Regions from separate parts of the Gasterosteus aculeatus genome. Here region 1 is linked to region 2. Evidence: chromatin contacts called from public Hi-C data. All regions are on one chromosome and are shown on one strand. The core of a region is the stretch at or near the end of the contact, and the rest is flanking DNA. Distances in the headings are between cores, read along the strand shown.

Region 1 (3,597 bases), core at 350-2,849, 78 kb before region 2:
TTACGAGGAAAATTAATTTTAATTACCTATTGAGTGAATGATGATTAAAATAAAATTAGAAAATTAAACACCGACCTGCGTAATGTTGCATCGAGGCTGTTATTTAGCTAAATGAAGACATTTCGCCACCTAAACGCCGTTCGTGACGACGCCGTGTGTTTGTGGCTTCCATTAATTGCTCCAATAAATAGTTCACCAAAAAAAAAAGACGGAGCTTAGAATTTCCACGTCGTTAGGAGTCCTCGCTGAAAGTTTTACAGGGAAGGACGCGTTTCTGCGGAGCCGTACATTGGACACGCATAATTAGCCTCTGCTATTTTCACACGCTCTTCGGGTGTTTACATCACTCTCCTCGGGGGCAAATCACATATTTCCACAGTAAATGCGGTAAAGACCTGGAAGCACGTATACATCCAACTCCACGGCAGTTTGGGGATTAAAGGATACTTCCATCGAGCGGCAGATTAAACATACAAGTGACAATATCTTCCATGTTCTTTTTTTTTTATTTTTTTATAGTCCAACCGTAACCCCCCCCCCCCGCCGCCCCCGCCGCCCCCTCCCACCCCCCCTTACTGCCCCGCGTAAAGACGCGCGTGTGCAACAAAGCGGCAAATACAGTAAGGTGTGTGCTACTTACCGTGGTTGTCCAAAGAAGGAAGTTGGAAGAAGTAGAAGAATAAGAAGAAGAAAAAAAAGTCAAGCGTTAATGCACAAATCAATGTGAATGATAGTATTTAGCTCATGAAAATATCAGTCTCCAATAGCGCGGTCTGCCGGCCGGGCTGGTTGTGTTTACAGAGTGTGGGAGAGACTTGGAGACGGTGAATGCCTTGGCTCTCTGCGCACCGCTCTGCAGCTCCTTCCCGGGGTGTTGCACGTTGAAATGTCCACACAGCCGTTTGTCAAACCCTGCAGTCCTACACTTCCCCCCCCTCCACCACCACCACCACCACCCTCCCCACTCCCTCTCCTCCACCCACATTATGCCAACAAACATAACTGTTGTCACGGTTTCATTTATTGAATCGATTTCCTTTATAAAAATAAAAAATAAAAAAAACTCCCCAGATTTCTGCAAACGACCTCAAGCAACTCTGTTTGGTATTTTGTTTGTGGGGAGAGTTTATTGACCCTCCACCGGTGGCCACAGCCCATCTCCCTGAGCGTGTGTCTACCTTAATCCTAACCTGTGAATAATTAATTTCACCATCAAAAATGTCACGGAGCCATGAAAGGAGCCTTTATGTGAGAGCCTATCAATACAGCCGCGGTGCCATATTAGCGTTGATGGAGCCACATTCTAAAGGGAATAGATGGCCTGCTTCTGTTTTTCTGTGCGTAAAAGTGCTCGACCCCCCCCCCCCCCCCCCCCAAAAAAAGGCTTCACTGCCATCGATGGCCGGAGCGTTGCTCCTCCTCTAAACTTCAATCTCCTCACATGATTGATGATCTCAGGGAGCTTTGATAATTGACTACTCTGAGGTAAGGCACAGCTTTCTATTGAGAGAGGGGATTGGACGAAAGAAACATACAAAATTACTTTCTCCACAAAGCCCCCCCCCCCCCCCCCCCCCCGGTTGGAAAAGTTCATTCTAGGATTAGAGGGGTGTCAATTCATTTGCCAAATGATAGTGTGTTGTTGGATTGTGAGGTATTTCAGAGTTGTAAAGGTACACAAGCTACAAACAAATAAAGTAAGCGCCTCAGCATTCGTAAGCGTTATAATATCCCGCCGTGTCACGGAGGACGCGCGGGGACGCAAAAGTTGAAAGGTTTACCATTTGTTAATGTCACATTTTATTGTGCTTAAAGGTTGTGCATTGCATCCCTCGTAAATCTACCTCAAACTCTTACTTATTGTACCCTAAATCACGATTCGCGTGGTCACTCAGAGAGCTCCGCGCTGCTAAACCCTCCTTCACTCAGCCTTCACCCTGTTTGCTTTTTTCTCCCTGTCCTTTAGGAATCTTCACGGTGGAAAAGAAAAGAGGAATCGGGTTGGGAGCTGTGTGTGTTTGGCTTTTTTTTTTTTTTTAATATATATATATATATATAGCCCCGGTGTGGAGTTGAAGCCGTCCCCGTGCTCCGCATACACTCTGCATATCTCTCGCTTTGGTCTCTCCTCTCTCTTTTGTGGAGCTGCTGCAGGACTGGCTATGGCCGCCGCTACTTCCGGGATCCGTCATTTCATTCGCCCACCGCTCGGCGCTGCGCGCTGACTCCGTTTCTATAAGCAAGCTAGCAGCCAACCTGCCAACACTCGCTGACACTCACTCATCTCAGGCTCGCCAGATAGACCAAATACCTACGGGGGGAAAGGAAGGAGAGATCTGAATCGCGGTCTCTTCGTTTCGACTGCTTTTTCCTCCCTTCTTCTTCTTCCTCTTCTTTTTGCTTCTTCTTCTTCTTTTTTTTTTTTTTTTTTACAGTGATAATAAAACAAGATAGCGATCTGGAGGCATTAAAGGAGACGCGGACTCGCGGGATGAAAACGGACTAAAAAAGATTCGTCCTTCTCCTGAACATCATCGCCGACCGTCATTCATTCATTACCTTGACAACCTCTGGCTTTGATTGACAGCCGGAGTGGCAAAAAGCCATGAGACACGACAGTTTAGTTACATGCAGGTTGTTGATGGGCCGATTGTAACCTTCACTTTGGCGCATTTTTGCTTCTTTTTTTCTCTCCCCTCCCGTGGAAAGAGGGAAAACAAGAGAAATTGCAAAACTCCCCGATGCTACGATCTCCACTGAACCACACTGGCGAATAGGAGAAGTCGCAAAGTTGGTCGGAAAACGGAATCTTGATCTCTAAATCACTTTCTGAACGGGGACTGGGATATTAAATATACGACAGATTCAGGAGTTTATTGGAGCGCAGCCCAATGGCGCAAAGGGTAGGTTTTTTTTTTTTTTTAAATCTCCTTACACGTACCTGTTCAAATCCACTGCAGGGGAGGCGCTCGTATCGATAACTTGTTCTCGGGCGGCAGCATTCACATCAAAGCTGCTATATTTGACGTTTCTGTTGTTGCAGCGCCCCTTGCTCTCCAGGCAAAGTGACAGCCTCTGCTTTCACCCCGACGAGCCCCCACGACAGTCGTGGATCGCGTTCACAGGAGAACTCCCAACTAATTCGCTCTTTTTCGGCCACCGAGCTCCCTTACGCGGAGCGCCTTTGAGTTCTAATGTTTTTGGTAATGGCAAACTGTTTATCAGACGTGTGTATATGCGTGTATATGTACAATATACGACACTTTGCTTTTTATCCTGCGCTGGCTTGCAGCGCATTCGCACGAGCTCGTTAGGTCTCCTTTTGCGTGTATCCACGCCGAGGCGGCACGCGCTGTGCATTTATTTATTTATTTTAAATTTCTTTCTTTCTTTGCTTCATTCTCTTGCAAATCTCCTTTGCACGCTTTTCGTTTTTAAATGCGAAAGTAACCGGACTTTTTTTTTTCTTCCTTTCTTCTTGTTGTCGTCGTCGTTGTTTGTTGTTGTTGATCTATTCCCCAGTACGATGAGCTGGCCCACTACGGTGGGATGGACGGAGTCTCGGCGTCGATGTACGGGGACCCGCACGCTCCCCGG
Region 2 (3,453 bases), core at 119-2,618:
GTTTGACCCTCTCGCAGTGTGCTCTGCTCCTTTCTGCCGTTTTGCAGCGCCTCCTGTCGGCCTAATGTGGCAGCGCCGTCACGGGGTGCACAGATGGGCTTTGATGGGCTATCTCTTCTCTCTTCTCCATCTCTTTGCCTGTTTGCCCGCGGCCATCCAAGTCATAGCCTAAAACCTAAAAATGACATCATCACTTGGGCTCAAACGTGTTCTGTCCTTCACACAGAACTTTAAACCTCATCTCTCGGAATCAAGGACTCAAATTTCTTTTTTTCATTTCTTTTTTTTTTTAGGCCTGCCATAATGCTTATCTCATGTCTTGTGTGTGTACAAACAGATGGCACAACCTATAATAATTATACTAATAATAATATAATTAATATAAAGAATGCATTTTTAAAATGAGCTATTAAGTGTACTTACACGTCTGAATTGCGTTTATACTTATATACTGATTTTCATGTGGCCTTCTGAAAGTAGATTTTTTTCTCCTCGTACAATTTGTTATAAAATCTGATCGTTTATTTAGCTTTTTTAAATAAATGTGGAATTAATCCAACCCATCCTAAAAAACGATAAATATATGTTTAACCAGAACATAAAGGCCTGTTTGAGTAATTATATCATTGTTCCTGTCTAAAAACAATTGATGAAAAGCACAATAACTTTGTGATCTAAATAGTTACAGTACCATAGAAAGCCATTAAAACCGTTAAAGTAAAATCAGTGTATTTTATGTTTATTTAGAAATATCTGTTTAGTCAAGTCACAGTCAGCTTACACAGTTCCTTTACGTTATATTTAGCATCTGGTTTGAATGTTACCCGCGAGTCGTTTTCTTAAAATTCCAGTTTATAATACTTGCATATTTAATGTTAGTTAAACAATTTCTCTGCACACGTGGATGCGCACACACGGCGAGATGTTCAGGCCTTAATCAGATTGGGGTAAAAAAAAAGTGTATTTATTGGTTTCACACCAGTCTAGTTAACGACGCATCTTCTTCTCTCAACCATTCAAACCTTAAACGTCCTTTTTTTTGTTTTTCTGGCGCTCTATTATTCTTTGGATAAAACGGAAGGAAGAAGCCCTCCGTTTTGTGCGGAGATTATCGGATGAAAAAGAGAGAAAACGTGAGGATTACTGTGGATGGAGAGGATTTTAATATTAATAGTTTTTTTTTTCTTCTTTCTTTTCTCCCCCCACCCCCATCTCCTCCTCCAGTCCCCCCCCCCCTCTCCCCCGATGAGACAGAAGGTAGATTGCCTCTGCTGCTTTCCTTTTGCCGATTCGGTGTGACAGGGATGATGGATGATCCAGCCGAGCTAAACAACTCCTCCCCTTCATCTCCTCCCTGTCAAAGCCAGTCCGGGCTGCTGCTGCTGCTGCTGCTGCTGCACGAATCAAATAAGGAATATATTCCCTCTGCACTGCTGCACAATGCAGCCTGGTCCTCGGGAAGACGCCCGTGCAACAATATTAAAAGTCCACACACAGTTTGCTCGCGAGAAACACTTTGCGCGCGTGTTAATGTTAATACTCCTTCTGTTATATGGTAAGACACAACACAAATCGGGTATTTTTTTTAGATACACAAATGCATTAGCTGCAGATTTTGGAGGAAAAAAAAGAAGTTTTGTGTCTGCTTTGCTTTTCTTTCAAACTGCTGAATTGGATGGTGGTCATAAAAAAAAGGACGTGCACGAGGGGCTGAGTGTCCTTCGCTTTGCAGCTGGCTCTTCCCGAAATGACTTGCTCAGGGGGACAGTTTTTAGGTTTTGTGTATATAGACGCACAATCGTTGTGTGCGTGTGCGCGCGCTGCCCTCCTTTAAAAAAAAACATTTCAGCAGTTTTTTCTCCTCCTGCCATAAGGTGTTTCTATGGCTACGTTATGTAGGCCTGTGAGAGCGGGTCAGAGGCGGAGGTCCCTGGGAGAAAAGGGCCGCATTTGGGTGATCATTTATCAATGTCAACCGCATAATGATTCTCCCTGCAGTCCCCCTATTGATGAGGATAATTACATTAGCTCAGAGTGACTGATCAATAAAGCCCGGGGAAAATGGTTTATTATAGCACCACCGAAAGGGCTTTCTTTAAAAGGGGACTGGCTGCATTTTTTTTCTCTTTTTTCCCCTTCTTTTCTCTTTTTTTCTTCTTTAGAAAATAAAAGGCAGAGTTCATCTGCGCACTCCAAACTCTGGAATGATAATCGAGTGAAATGCAAAACTCCGTCTTCACGCAGGTTTTATGACTGCATTTTTTTCCTTTTTCAGGATTGTGTTACGTTTCCTTTATTTTTCATCTCTGGACTTGTGTCATTTTTTTCTTTTCTTGGGATGACACACAGAAATGTTATTAACATCCGTCTTTATCAAAGAGATATAGTGCAGCTTTGCATCCCGCTGGTGAAGTCAAACGGACATGTACATTCACGCTGTGAGGGATTTTTATGATTGAGTCAAACAGGAAGTCACACAGGACCGAAAGGCCAACCACCTTTTTGTCCGCTGAGGTGTGATTTCACAAACATTTATTATTTGTGAAAGGCAAAAAAAGGAGTTCAAATGGCTGCAACACCAGACTGCTGGCCTTCAACAAACAGCGTAACATTTAGAATAAATAAAAAGTCTTTATTTGCTGGTCAAGTAACACAAATAGGATACTCCACTGGAATAAACCAAATGGTCCCAAAAGCAGACAGTAAATGCATGTTTGACCCCTCTCTCTCTCTCTCTCTCTCTCACCCTCTATCTATATAACTCCCCCCCTCTATCCGCGTGTGTTTGTGTTCCTTAATTGTCAACAACTGCATCAATGTGGCAAACTCTTTTGCCTTAACTCCCATTTGCCGCTGCTGACCGTGTCTGCGGGAGACAGCTCCACTATATTTATCATTTATGAAGGTATTTTCTCAGACATTGGAGGAAGAAACGACCTGCAGATAGTCCCACTGCTGGCTCTCCATTGCCCTTTCACAAACGCGCACTTCCTTATTTATTCAATGGCCTTTTCATAAATACAGAATTAGGATTGTATCTTAAAAACTGAAGCCTTGACATATCAGAACAGTATATAATTACACAGGATAAGCAATCGGATTGAAACTATTTCAATTGTTGTATTAAAAAAAATAATAATAATAATAAAAAAAAGTTATATATAGAGCTCTTGAAGAATACAAATGATGAAATAGTGTAAACGCCCATGATTAATCTCTATGTCACACCGAATTGATCAAATTAAAGTGTGGTTTTAGCGGAAATATTGAGGATAAATCTCTTGGATGGATGATATCAGGACTTTTTTTGCGCATGGCCGCGACTACTTGAATTAGAGGCAATTTACTTCACACTTCAGCGGCTTGTCTTCTTAAAAATGAGTGGCAATCATCCCTTCAGCCCCCCCCCCCCCCCCCCTCCCCTCCTCTCCCCAACACATTCGCCCACGAAAA

What was found. A called contact is a pair of places that touch in the nucleus more often than the background predicts.
Region 1: a Hi-C map of skeletal muscle shows a contact between it and region 2, with 12 times the contacts expected there. The contact joins the promoter of meis2a here to the enhancer-like site in region 2. A contact is called at or near these places in 6 of 6 Hi-C or Micro-C datasets (blood and trunk muscle, liver, skeletal muscle and 2 more).

The regions. Positions count from the first base shown.
Region 1 is chr15:10,634,682-10,638,278 of fGasAcu3.hap1.1, reverse strand. It overlaps meis2a (Meis homeobox 2a), which reads left to right and starts at 1,599. Exons shown (of 13, transcript XM_078089605.1): 1 at 1,599-2,903; 2 at 3,523-3,597. The coding sequence starts at 2,892.
Region 2 is chr15:10,556,351-10,559,803 of fGasAcu3.hap1.1, reverse strand. No RefSeq gene overlaps it. Among protein-coding and RNA genes, the nearest start is that of cdin1, 60 kb to the right of the region's middle. Within about 2 kb of position 1,368, at least 2 of the 9 cell types and tissues checked have open chromatin away from gene starts, as enhancers often do.